4 separate regions of the Mus musculus genome follow, and all the other regions are linked to region 4. The links are chromatin contacts, called in public HiChIP or PLAC-seq maps. All regions are on one chromosome and are shown on one strand. Each heading gives the region's core, a stretch centred on a gene start, on an enhancer-like site or on the middle of the called end of the contact. The rest is flanking DNA. Distances are from core to core; before and after follow the strand shown. Region 1 overlaps Jph3 (junctophilin 3). Region 2 overlaps Jph3 (junctophilin 3). Region 3 overlaps Slc7a5 (solute carrier family 7 (cationic amino acid transporter, y+ system), member 5). Region 4 holds the start of Klhdc4 (kelch domain containing 4).

Evidence for each region. HiChIP or PLAC-seq counts read pairs in DNA pulled down with a chosen protein or histone mark.
Region 1: an H3K27ac HiChIP or PLAC-seq map of microglia shows a contact between it and region 4, with 4 times the contacts expected there. The contact joins the enhancer-like site here to the promoter of Klhdc4 in region 4. A contact is called at or near these places in 1 of 484 Hi-C or Micro-C datasets (cranial neural crest), 9 of 115 datasets of contacts at active chromatin or transcription factors (the 230-238 cell line, the SCID.adh cell line, bone marrow-derived macrophages and 4 more) and 2 of 9 other capture datasets (adipose tissue and pancreatic islet).
Region 2: a contact with region 4 is called in an H3K4me3 HiChIP or PLAC-seq map of bone marrow-derived macrophages, with 2.8 times the contacts expected there. The contact joins the enhancer-like site here to the promoter of Klhdc4 in region 4. A contact is called at or near these places in 4 of 484 Hi-C or Micro-C datasets (bone marrow-derived macrophages, cranial neural crest, erythroblasts and 1 more), 6 of 115 datasets of contacts at active chromatin or transcription factors (the 230-238 cell line, the SCID.adh cell line, bone marrow-derived macrophages and 2 more) and 3 of 9 other capture datasets (adipose tissue, liver and pancreatic islet).
Region 3: a contact with region 4 is called in an H3K27ac HiChIP or PLAC-seq map of embryonic stem cells, with 7 read pairs. The contact joins the enhancer-like site here to the promoter of Klhdc4 in region 4. A contact is called at or near these places in 5 of 115 datasets of contacts at active chromatin or transcription factors (bone marrow-derived macrophages, embryonic stem cells, microglia and 1 more) and 3 of 9 other capture datasets (adipose tissue, liver and pancreatic islet).

The regions. Positions count from the first base shown.
Region 1 is chr8:121,773,074-121,776,400 of GRCm38.p6, forward strand. All of the region lies in intron 2 of Jph3 (junctophilin 3), which reads left to right. Among named protein-coding and RNA genes, the nearest start is that of Jph3, 44 kb to the left of the region's middle. Within about 2 kb of position 2,003, at least 5 of the 459 cell types and tissues checked have an H3K27ac peak or open chromatin away from gene starts, as enhancers often do. A contact at or near this core is called in microglia, where this site is marked.
Region 2 is chr8:121,790,664-121,793,820 of GRCm38.p6, forward strand. Jph3 (junctophilin 3) reads left to right here. Exons shown (of 5, transcript NM_020605.3): 5 at 1-420. Among named protein-coding and RNA genes, the nearest start is that of Klhdc4, 37 kb to the right of the region's middle. Within about 2 kb of position 1,643, at least 104 of the 459 cell types and tissues checked have an H3K27ac peak or open chromatin away from gene starts, as enhancers often do. A contact at or near this core is called in adipose tissue, bone marrow-derived macrophages, erythroblasts and 2 more, where this site is marked.
Region 3 is chr8:121,880,500-121,883,778 of GRCm38.p6, forward strand. It overlaps Slc7a5 (solute carrier family 7 (cationic amino acid transporter, y+ system), member 5), which reads right to left. Exons shown (of 10, transcript NM_011404.3): 9 at 3,092-3,269; 10 at 647-2,596. The coding sequence ends at 2,541. Among named protein-coding and RNA genes, the nearest start is that of Slc7a5, 26 kb to the right of the region's middle. Within about 2 kb of position 1,687, at least 13 of the 459 cell types and tissues checked have an H3K27ac peak or open chromatin away from gene starts, as enhancers often do. A contact at or near this core is called in embryonic stem cells, where this site is marked.
Region 4 is chr8:121,828,096-121,831,046 of GRCm38.p6, forward strand. Klhdc4 (kelch domain containing 4) reads right to left here and starts at 1,474. Exons shown (of 12, transcript NM_145605.2): 1 at 1,287-1,474. The coding sequence starts at 1,385. Gm24283 (a small nuclear RNA gene) reads left to right here and starts at 2,341; the gene lies at 2,341-2,447.

The sequences.
Region 1 (3,327 bases), core at 753-3,252, 54 kb before region 4:
AGGCAAAACAAAAAGAGAAATGCAATTAAAGCTACGTTGGGATGATACTGCCCTGCTTGCCAGCCTGGGAGAGATGGGTGAGCTCTCCCAACCCGCTGTGCAGGAGAGCCGTGGACAGGTCTCCCAGGAGAGCTCTCATCATGTCCAGTACGGCACAGGTCTTAGCTAGGAGGTCACATTTCTAGAAATGGATCCCCAAAACAGATTTGAAATGCAAAAGTCAAATGTGATCAGCAGATCACCGTTGGGCAGGAAATGACACGTGGCCACATTCCGCTCGAGGTACTCAGTGAGCAGAACCAGGAAGTTCTGCCAGTCCACGAACGTGACACAGATTCCAAAGTGTGGTGTTAAGTTTAAGGGGAAAAGCCGGGAGTGGTGGTGCACGCCTTTAATCCCAGCACTTGGGAGGCAGAGGCAGACAGATTTCTGAGTTCGAGGCCAACCTGGTCTACAAAGTGAGTTCCAGGACAGCCAGGGCTACACAGAGAAACCCTGTGTCAAAAAACAAAACCAAAAAAAAAAGTTTAAGGGGAAAAAAGCCAGAAGTGAGGTGGACCATGTGATGTGGCTTCTAGATTAGTGTCCCATGTCTGATGTGTGGGAACTGTAGCGCTCTGGCTAGCTGTGATACTGTGATGAAAATGCCCTAGATTTCAGACTTTATTGGGTTTTAGTGTATTTGCACATCCACAGTGAGGTTTCTTGGAGCTGTTCAGGAGGCTGAGGCAGGAGGATTGTGAATTCCACACTGGCTTGGGGTACCTAGTGAGACCCCGCCTCCAGAAGAGAAAGTGATCCTTCGAAGACAGAAGTGAAATGTTCACTTGCATCTCAAGTGTGCCGTCTCGATGGCCCCAGAGTGATCTCACGCATTAGTGTGTCTGCATTGGGGCCTGGACGTGCTTCTTGGCCACTGTGCCAGCCTCCCACTGACCCTTCTCACTGGGCAGGCCCTGTCCTGTGCGCAGGCTCCAGTGTCTGTCTGTGTCCATTGGGCATATTTGTCCGATGGGCACTGCTCCCAGAGGGCACCAGTGACTCAGACAGAGCAGAGATGTGGGATATTTGTTCCCTCGCCACGTGTGCCTGCTTGCAGTGACAGCTTTTTATAAAGCTTCGTTCTTTTATAGCAGATTTTTATTCCCCTTAAAGAGGAACCTTCGAGGAAGGCGAAGGTAGTCCCTTCAGTGGGTCTGGTCGGGGACAGCTGCTGTACTGGCAAGATGGCCTCTGAGTCACTGCAGACCCTAGAGGGGCTGGGAGGTGGCTCTTCGGTCCCTGGGTTCTTATGCTCTGTGCCTCCCCACCCCTATCCCCAGCCTCCCTTACCTCATACAGATGCAGCCAGACCAAGCATCTCCCCTGTTCCCTGGCTCCTTAATGTCCCCAGAAAGACCTAAAACAGTCTGGTGAGATGGCTCAGCAGGTAAGAGCACCAACTGCTCTTCCAAGGGTTCTGAGTTCAAATCCCAGCAACCATATAGTGGCTTTCAACCACCTGTAATGAGATCTGATGCCCTCTTCTGGTGTGTCTGAAGACAGCTACAATGTACTTATTTATAATAATTAATAAATCTTTGGGCCTGAGCCGACGGGGTTGACTGGAGCAAGTGGGGTTGACCAGAGCAAGCAGGGCTACCCAGATCGAGCCTAAGTCCTAAATTCAATTCCCAAGAGCCACATGAAGGCTCACAACCATCTATATAGTTACAGTGTACTCATATACATAAAATAAATAAACCTTTTTTAAAAAGAAAGACTTAAGCTGGGTGTGGTGGCACACGCCTTTAATCCCAGCACTTGGGAGGCAGAGGCAGGAGGATTTCTGAGTTCGAGGCCAGCCTGGTCTACAAAGTGAGTTCCAGGACAGCCAGGGCTACAGAGAAACTCGAAAAAGAAAGAGTTAAAACAACAAAACCAGGAAGGAAGCAGGGTGTCTGTTGCCAGGGGCTGAGGCTGGGCATGTGTGATTGCTTGTGGGACATCAAGAGAAGGCAAAGCTGGACTCTGGCGGAATGGTGCAAGTTCAGCACTTTTGAACTTGCTTGTTGAACCAGACTTGTCAGGGCAAATAGGCCAGAGCTCTGTGGGGCCACTCAGAAGTGAGCCCGCAGAACCTCCACCGTGGAGCAGCGGGCCCTGCTCCAGGCTCCCTTCCCTCAGTGGCCCCTCTCTGTCCCACTCCACAGACCAGGACATGAGTCCTAGAGAGGGAGGCTCTTCCCCAGCAATGGCCAGTGAAAGAGGAGGCCATGTGTTCACCGCAGCCTATCAGGGCTCTACTTATGGTGACGCTGTGGTGGTCCATGGTCAAAATGGCTGTGTGTATGTGCATATATGGAGGGCTGTGTGTGAATACATGTGCATGTGTGAGTGTATACATGTGCTGTGGTCAGGGTGGTTCTCCGGGTGTGCACACTGTGGAGGGCTGTGCTCGGGAGGGCTGTGTGTTAGTATATGCACCGTTTAGTGCTGTGGTCAGGAGGGTTCTCTGTGTGAATGCATATGGCGCAGGGTTAGTGGACCGACTACTTGGGACCAGCGGCTTGGGACACTGTAGCCACCTTACGTTGGAGCTTTTTTTGCTGTGGGTACCTTGGTGACCATGCTCTGAACTGTGCAGGAGCACTTGGTGCCTGTAGACGGGCTCGATAGGACATTTTAGACAGGAAGACCATATTTAAGGCCTGGGAGGGCAGCTTAGCAAGACCCTGTCTAAAAGACAAGTTCAAATGAGCCACCATGCTCCGTGCCTGGCACAGAGTGTGAGAAGAAGGACAGTGCTGTCATCGAGGACACCCAGGAACCTTCCAGGCTCTGTCGGGTGCAGGCAGGTCTAGATCAACCTCTTCTTGTGGTCCCTAGCAGGCAGGTCACAGGAGACATGCCTAACAATTCCCGTGTATGGACCTGTGTAACGTCCATTCCTGAGGGACCATGATTGTAGTGGCTGTGCCTCCTGGGCCCTGTACACAGCCTTGAAATGTCCCCAAAGCTTATATATAGGAGTTACACAGCAGTCTATAGCAGCCTTTGGCAGAGTCGCTATGTAGCTGTTGGGAAGACAGACCCAGCCTGAATCTCCCTAGTTGTGACATAAAAACCATGGTGGCTCCATCGTTCCTGTGTACAATGTCTGATGTCAGGACTACCCAGAATCTCTAATCTTGTCAGGGTAAAAGCCAAGAGGTCACTGGCCTGTCCACGGGGCATGGCAAACTCTGGTCCAGTCTCCAAGGGCTGGTCTGAGTTTCAGATGCTCAAGCCTGTGGGGCTGGTCCCTGGCAGGCACCTGGTTGCAGACAGGGCCTACAGATACCCTGC
Region 2 (3,157 bases), core at 393-2,892, 37 kb before region 4:
GTCAGTCTCCTTGGGTGCGCCCGCCCGTCTGTCTTACGGACTCCGCCTTGCTTTGCTTGTGTTCTCTGCTACCTTTTGAGCAGATTTCTTTACTACAGTGCACTGGATTGCTATATTTTTAACCAGAAATAAACTACAGATTAGAGCATGTTCCAGCGACGCTCAGCTTTCTTGTTTCCGTTATCCACGCTGTTCCCTGTCCACCGCCTGTCCCTCCTCCTGGAGCTGGTTTGGATCCGGGGAGGTTGAAGGGAGAGTGAGGTTCAGCAGGTGACCCGATGCATTTCTGGTTTCTAAGGGGTTCCATCTTTTTTGTACAGCGTACTTTTCCCTTCACCTTTTTTTAATATCAAGTGGTTGCTGCAGATCTGGCGTGAACCAAATAAAGATTCCTGCTCTTTGCAGCCATGAGAGCCGTCCATACTGGGCTATGTGAATTGTATTTGTCTGCAGACGCGAGGGGCTCAGTGTGCATCCCAGAAGCTCCTTGCCCATCAGGGTACCTACTCACATCACCTGACACACTCACACAGCACAGCCCAAGTGTGCTTAAGGGGCATTGGCAGGGGACAGCGCCCACCCACTCACTTGCTATGAGTGATCTTACCATAGCCCAGAGTCTACAGCCTGGCATCCCGACCTGGCTGTAGTGTGCGGTAGAGTTGGTTCCAGGCAGGTGATGGAGACTAAGCACACTGGATCCTGAAGGATCCAACAGGCTGGCAGGCAGGGAAGGGGACACCTTGCTGCAGCCTGTGGCTACCGTTCTCCTGCCCCTGCAGAGCCTGCAGCATGCTGAGCAAGATGAGGATGGTAGCTGGCGGGGACAGGACAGTGTCACTCTGGCTCCTGGGCACACCACGTGTCATGAGTTTTAACTGAGATCCAGCCTAGCCTCAGAAGACACACTTTTTTCCAGGGTGAAGGGAAATCGTTCCTGACACCCAAGGCCCTTGGTGCCTGCAACATGGCTGTACAGCTGTTGAGCACTGAGTCCTGCACGTTGCAGACTCACTCTTGCACATATGGAGGGAGTCCCAAAGTCTCACACACACACACACACACACACACACACACACACCAGGCAGCAGCACAGAGCATCGGCTGACTGGTCATGATGGTGGTGGTGGTGGTCAGAAATTCCACAGCTACCACAACGCACGGGCCATGCACAGGATCTCAGGCAGCACGGACAGACTGTTTTCTATGACATCCTGACAGACACCTGAAAAAGGCTCCTCCACATCCACACTTATCCCAGGAACCACAGCCCATGGTCACTAGTGGCCAGGTTGGTACCCAGGGCAAGCAGAGGACAGCCACGTATCCCACTTCCAGAGTGTTCTTGCTCACTGGACAAACAGGTCCAGCTTAGACACCCTCAGGGAGACTGAAGACACTGCTGGGAGCCCAGAATGCTCAGATGCCCAGTGATGAACAGGAGACAAGAGATAGTTTGAGTTCGTGGTTACCCTCCAGAGATCTTCGAGGCAGTAACCCCTGCACAGACATCAGACACATCCTACCTTACATCTGTACAGCCCTGCTCCAAAGGCCGTGTGGCTGCTTATTCCATCCCCTCTGTGACGTTCTGTAAGAGAGGATGTGGGATGTTACATTCTCTTCCTGTTTAAGCTTAGCTTTACTGGCTCCTCCTGCTCGTGTCTTCCTCTAGAGAAGTCTCTGGCTGCGAAGCTGAGCACAAGTTCCTATTCCAGCATGTTTCCACATCGCGCAGTCAGCTGACAGCCACCCAGGCCACTTCCTGACACCCAACAGCCCTGTGCCACCACTTCACCACTACAGTGGGTGAGCATCCAGAAGGGGTTGTGAGCCCTTAGCTCTGCTGTCTCGCTAAGGTCCAGCTGCAGGCCAAACACACATCAGGACAACCAAGTGTCCCTGAATGCCAAGATTCATCTGTCCTATGCACCCTGCTGGCCTTGAAAGAAGAAAACATATAGCTGGCTTTGTTCAAACAGCTAAGCTGCATTCCAGTATGAATACTGGGAACATGGCCGCATGGCCCAAGCCTTCCCCTTCTGAGGAGCTAGACAAGGCCTGCCTGGCAGCATGTGTGTGAACAAGGGCGGCGGCAGAGTCCTCATGTGGAGGGCTGAGTGCTCTCCAGACTACAGTACATGCCACTCCCGGAGGCTGCTTTCTTATGCCTCCCCTAATATGGCCAGGGCCCAAGTGCATCCTGGGAGTCTGCTGTCTTAGCTCCTTCCCAAACCTCAGACTCACCATGACTACATAAGGGGGGAGGGGGTGCACTCCACAGAAGGTGGGCTGTGGGGGTGAGGACACAGGCCAAGTGTTTCCAAGGTTGCTAGAACAGGCAAGGCAGCCAGCCACCTCACAGCTACCTCACTTCTGGGATGGCCTTTTGCCTGTCTGCCCCAGACCACAGGTCAAGGTGCAAACACTTCCCACTCCATCACACAAACTCATCCTGGCCTTTGACCTTCCCCACCCAGCTGCACATAGGTCTCCGGTGGATGTTGGTCCCCCTCCTGTGTTGGCATGCCCGCTAGCATGCTTTCTGTCTGCCTTGAAGACCTTGTCTCAGTTCTGGTAAATGTCAGCCTACTGCCGGAGCTGTCTCTTCAAGGGTGATGTATGAGGCTGCTGAGGGTCCTGTGTCCTTAAGTCACAGCAGCGCCCCATCCCCCGACCCTCACTGCACTGTGCAGACGTGGAGATAAGTTTAAGTAAAGCCGTGGGGTACGGTTCAACCTTTCCCACCGAAGGGGTTCTACTCTCTCCCTCGGCCAACATCCACTCTATGTAGGGGTGTCCCCACCAACTTACCTCCAACAAAAGGCTCTTGCAGGCCATTCTGAGTCCATGAGGCAGATACTACCATACAGCGTGGGTAAGCAGTCACTGGATACAGGCTGAAGACTCAGGGCACAGCGGGTAGCATGACGTGGTGTACAGACAGCCCCATCACAAGGCCCAATGTCTGGCAAGTCCCTGTTGCTCGTTAAGACCCACAGCTTGCGCACTGCCCACTGGGAGCAGCCCTAGCTGCACGAGACCATGCAGCCATAGCCATCAGAACCTACAGCTGAGGATGGGAGCACAGATGACGCCCTCATCCTCAGGGGCTCTCTGGGCTGGAGTTCCTGGCTCTGCTGTTGCCTACAGGTTG
Region 3 (3,279 bases), core at 437-2,936, 53 kb after region 4:
ATGTCAAGCTAAGAGCCGAGAAGGTTGCCCAGGGCCTCAGCTTTGGGCTTATACACACCTGCCATCAGAACCCTCTGCTCTTATAGCTACTCTCTGTTCAGATAGTGATACCTGGAAACTGATGGCTGGCCCCGAGGACCCGAACAGTACCCAGTCCCTTGGCTAGCAAATGTGACTTGGAAGACAAGACCCAGTAGGGGTTCTAAGACCTCAAGGGTCCCTCTGCCACAGATGCTAGCCTAGGGGCCATGCTAGCCTGCAAAGAGCAGTGAACCCTAGTTTCCAAGTCTGACCTGTCTATGAGACAGGTGTGTGTGTGTGTTGTGAGATGACCTGGCATCACTTAACTTCTTGCTGGGCTCCTTTCCTCCTGCACCTCCCCTCAGATGGTGCTCTCAGCACAGTTAGCCTCACCATTAGCCTACTGGTTTCCTCTGGGCCAAGCCCCTCCCACCTAGAGGCTTCCAGAAACCCTCTCCCTCTTGTGACCTTAATGTGTCCCTGGCCCCCTGGCTTCCTTCCAGCCTTGTCACCCTCAGGGGTTGGTGAGCAGAGGAATGTATGTACGGCTGTGAGACTTGGGTGGGCTGGGAGGAAAGATGCTTCCTACACAGGGAATTTGGCACAGACCACAGAACACAGTCAGCAGCTTAGAATTCCAATAGCTTTTAAAAAAAACAAAACCAACCCCCCAAAAAAACAAAAAGCCTCACAAAACAGCAGACCTCTGTACCCCCCCCCCAGTCTAATGTAACAGGCTAGCCATTAATACAATAGTAAAAGACATTATAACCACAGCACTATCTCAGGTGGCACAGCAGATGGACCCAGTGTGGTGGGTCAGACACTGACCATTGAAAGGGGCCAGGTAGGGGTGTCTTTCAGGGCAGTGACATGTTAGGATAAAACCAAAATAGAAAGCACTGGGCAAAATGGCGGTGGTCGGAGCTTGATTTGAAAATAAAAACCTACAGATGGGCATCCTCAGAACATCACAAACAGGAATGACAGGGCCTTCTCAGAGAGCCTGGGTCAGCACCATGAATCCCTGCCCTTTAACCCAGGCTGTATCTGGGGACACACCCCAGGATGGAACTGGGTCCCTGCCCTCATTTCCAGGGAAGAGACCCCAGTTCCCATATCTGGGAGAACCTTCAAGAGGCACTCTGACCTTGACCTTGCTTCCTCACCCCAATGAAAGGGAACCCCAGAAGCACAGAGGAGAGGTCAGGGTGGCCAGTGGTAAGTCACCACTATGTAAGAACTGCATAGTAGCCATTCCAGTAGACACCCCTTCAGGGAGGCCATGGTCTGAGGCAATGGCAGAGGCCAGCAGGGGACGCACATCCTGAAGTCCCTCCAGCAGATCAGCTCCTTCAGTGATGTGCTGGCTGGACCCAACTGTCTCACCCAGAGCACAACGGGAAGGCTGCAGGATGGTCCCACACATGTAGCCAGTGGCTTTCATACTCAGGGAGCTGGAGTGGTCACACCACACTGGTGGCAGAGAGCAGAGGGGTGCTTGGTGCCTATTTTTCTGAACAATGGCTAAGGGTGGGGCTGGAGGGAGCAGTAGTGACTTTGACAGAATGCTACTAGCAGTCTCAAGAACAATGGGGACAGACCAGGTGCTTGGGGGTGGGGGTGGGGGTGGGAGAGCCATGGTGCTGGTCTGGTTCTAAGAGAGGTGGGGCAGGGCGGGGAGTGCTGTGCGTGTGAGAGCCGGGGCACTGCTGCATTGTGTGCACAGAGCACAAGGCCCTGCAGCGGACAGCTAGGTGCTGTTAGGGTCATGGCTGCAGAGATCTTTCATATGGAGCCAGGACTTCAGGGCGGCGAGAGCTGAGCTCTACATTTTCAACCTAACAAGTGACCCACACAGTAGAGCTCTGTCTCATGAGAAAGGTTGGGGTTCCATCTCTAGGGTCCCAGAAAACTAAAGTCCAAGCTAGCATATGTGTCGTCCATCTGTCAGTCCAAGTCCACAGTGGAACAGGTGATGTGCAAGTCTCAGTAGTTCTTCTGACCTGGTGACAGTGATGCGGTCCCCTTGAGGCACTCTATGCTACTGAACGACAGCCTTGGGAAAAGAGCTGTGGCCAGCAGTTCCCACAGGGCCGGACTGTGCGGCCACGGCATCTCCTGCTCCTTGCTACCCTGTTTTGTTAAAAAATAATCATCTCGCTAGTGTAAACTTGACCCAAATGCACGCTACAAAAACCAAAACAAAACAAAAATCACAGGGGAGAAAGCCTGGATGTGGCAGTCCCCAGAAAGTCAGAAAGTCCAGGCCTCAGGTCCCAGCACGCCTCATACTGGGTGCTGTGTCTGCATGGACCATGGACGGTCACCTTCTGGGACCAAATCGTACCAGTTTTCTTTCACAGCCACTGTGGACACCTGACGTTTGAGGGACAGTGGATTGTGTTAGGCGGCTGGTGGTGCTCACTGGAGCTGTGGGGCTGACAGGCCTGGCCGCTGATCTTCCAAAGGAGAGTTGTCTGGAGCAGGCACAGCGCGGCAGCACCCAGGACACGTGACTAAGTCTCCTGAGGTACCACCTGCATCAACTTCTGGCAGAGCACCGTCACAGAGACTGCGGGGAGAGGGAGGACAGGAGTGAACTCAGGGTGGAGGATCGGGCGTGAGCTCTGCCCGCCTACTCTCACCAGTCCGTTTACCCTTTTGAAATCTCAGGTGATGAGGCTGGACATGGTGAACACACGTCCTACGCCAACTGGAATCAGCCAGAGCTGGGCGCCTCAGATACAACTTTTTCAGGCTCTATGTTGTCAGGCTACCGTGTCTGAGCTAGTTGCCAGTGGTGGGGTTTTTGCCAGTTCGCAGGGCAGCTGGCCACAGAATGCCTGCTAAGACCAGCGAGGGTGGGACCCCAAGTCTACTCCCTGTACCCCCATGACTCTCAATGTTGGCCCACACACTAGTGTGCAAACCCTTGGCTTGCACCACGAAGCCTGAGGCCCAGCATGAATGATTCTCTTGGTTTGTAGGGTGCACATGGCAGGACCTACGATCCCTCATCCCTGTTGTTCCCGCCCTGACTGGTATGGGCAGTGGTGTGCACACTTACAGATAGCCTGCAGAATCCACTTGGGCTTGTTCTTCCACCAGACACCAAAGAAGTAGACAGGCAGCCCGCTGAGGATGATGGCGAAGCCAATGCCACACTCCATGGGTGTCTTCCAGAATGACACGGCAATGAGGAAGAGGCAGGCCAGGATAAAGAACACCGGGAGGGCCAGATTCACCTGGGACACA
Region 4 (2,951 bases), core at 224-2,723:
AGCAACCGGGAAGGAGAGGGTTTATCTCACCTTACAGCTTACATTCCATCCTGAAAGGAAGTTAGAGCAGGAACCCCAGGGGCAGGAGATGAAGCAGAGACCAAGGCGGATAGCTGCTTCTTGGCTAGTTTGCTGTAGCTTGCTCAGCTTTTTTCTTAACGACCCAGTGCCACCTGCCCAGGTATGGGTTAGATCTTCCAATACCAATCACTAATCAAGACAATACCCCCACAGATTTGCCTAGAAGCAGGTTTTTAAAAATGCGTTATTTCATATGTGTAGGCGTCTTGCCAGAATGTGTGCCTGGTGCCCACAAAGGCCAGAGACCTGTGAGCTCCCAGATGGGTCCACAGAATAAAACCTGGATCCTCTGGAAGAGCAACATATGCTCTTAACAGCTGAGCCATCTCTCCAGCTCCACACAGGCCAATCTTATGGAGGTATATTCTCAATTGAGGTTCCCTCTTCCAAGGTTATGAGGAGGGGAGCCCAGGAAGTCCTGTGCCTGGCAGACCACTGAGCTAAACGTGGCCATCAAAGCTGCCTCCATAGTTTCTTGGGTCAGAAAGCCCTAAGACAACAGCAAGCACGGTGCTTGAACTTCCGCACAGATCCACCTGTAGGTCCTGGGATAATCAATGCCTATAAGAATATGAGTGAAGGTCACAACCAAATGTCCTGAAACACCGCAGTTTCAGTGACTTGTCTGGTTACTAAATCCTGCTGATGGTGGCACGCCTTTAATTCCAGCACTCCACTCGGGAGGTAGAAGCAGCGGGAGTTCTCTCAGTTCAAGACCAGCCTGGTCAACAGAGTGACTTCCAGGACAGAGAAACCCTGTCTCGAAAACCAACAGACACAACCCCCAAATTCCTACTCGTGGCTCACTCCCTGAGGCTGCTGGAAGAAAATCTGCTCTCCTTTTAGGGCTGGGGGCTGGGGAGTGGGGACAGGCGCAGGACCGTTACGGCTTTACTCCCGGAACGCAGACCTGGACCAAGCAGGAATCACCCAGCTTCACTTCTCCTCTACTAAGCCCCACCACGTTGCTTTACTCTGCCCACAGAAAGGTAAGCACGCGGAACCGAACAGGACAGATCTGGTCTTCCATGGAAGAGAGGGCGACCGGATAAACGAGGAGTTTCGGGACTGCAAAGGGACCCGAGAGAGGAGAGGCCCGGGGGCACCGGGCTCGGCGCAGGCCCGAAGCCACCCAGGGACACCGGGCGCAACCCCGCCTCCGGGTCTCCCGCCCGCGATCGCACGCCGCTCCGGGCCCCGCTCACCTCCTCCTTCCGCGAGCGCTTGGACACCTTCTTCTCCATCTTGGCGGCCGTCTTCTCCGCGCCGCGGCCCTTCTTCTCCTTCTTTCCCTTCTTGCCCATCGCGCCGATTCGGAAGCGGCGCCCGGGAGACAACCGGAGGCAAATGAATGATGATGTTCTGCCGGGCCGGAAACGAGCGGCGCGCTATAGGAGGCTCACTTCCTGTCCTTTGCTCTGGTGTTCCGTGGAGCAGCCGATCCCACCAGTACTTTGGGTCCGTCTCGGGCCGCGTGAGTAGGGAGCCGCTCCGCTGGCACACCAGCAAGCTGCGTGACTCTAAACGAGACGCGAGCATGTGGGATGCTGACCGCCTCATCCCACAGAGGAATTTCCACGTACTTAGGGATTCCTGACATGAATTAAGGCAGCCCTCTTTCCCTATCCCATGTAAAATGTGCCAGGACCTGTCAGGCCCTCCCGCAGTGCCTTTGCCCTTCTGCTGGCGATGCTTCACTGGACCAGCATGTCCCTCCATTGGGAGACCCGGGCTGGTGATGGGTATCTGTACTCCCGACGGTGCTTGATTTACGGTCTGGCAGATACGTAATAGGAAAATATGCTCCCGGGTTTGACCTAAATGGTACAGTGGAAGAGGGACCCGCGGTTTTGAAAGAGCAGAGTGCATTGCCTAGAGGGTGTCGTCTTTGAGCTGTAATCAAGGAATGGCGCAAAATAAGGACAAGGGCAAGCAAAATACTGGCAAAGGGAACACATAGACGAGGAACTAATCTTCTTTCTCGGTGGGAACGCTGCCAAAGCACAGCCTTTAAAGAAACTGCCTTGGATCGGGCCAACCACTAATCATTGACGCTCTGAGGAGGCGGGAGCTCCCAATTCAGTTCCAGGTTTTTCCATAAACCTAGTTCTTAAGAAGAAAACTTGCTTTTGAGGAAAACAATGGTGTTGTGTGGTTTCTTTCTTTCTTTCTTTTCTTTCTTTTTTTTTTTTTTTTTCCTGAAGAGATACACAGAATCAACTTTTCACCCCAAACAGGACGTCAACAGATAAAAGAAATGTGCTCGCGTTGGCAGCAGATATGCTAACATTGGAATGATACAGGGATTGTTAGCATGGCCCCTGCGAAAGAATAGCACGCAAATGCATGATGCGTTCCATCATTTTTCTTATGTCTTTTTGGAGACAAGGTTTCTCTCTGTAGCTTTGGCTGCCCTGGAACTCACTCTGTAAAGCAGGCTGGCCTCGAACTCACAGAGATCTGCCTGCCTCTGCCTTCCGAGTGATGGGATTAAAGGTGTGTGCCACTGCCCAACTTCATTCCATACTTTTCAAAGATGAAATTGAAATTGTCTTCAGAAAGCTCATCTCAGCTAGAACCTATCTGTAGAGTTATCCCAGGTGTGCATCCCTTAACAGCCCTATCTCACTCCCAAAGGAAAAGCCAATCAGGGGGTATTTTTACCATCCAAAAGCCGCTGTTTGTGTTTGTGGTGGTAGGGTATCAAGGTGGAGTTTGGTGAGGGGAAAGAATCTGATTAAAATATATTTTATACAAACACACACACACACACAAACCAAAAAACAGCTGGGCAGTGATAGCACAGCCTTGAATCCTGGCACTCAGGAAGCAGAGATAGTTGGATCTCTATGAATTCAAGGCCAGCCTGA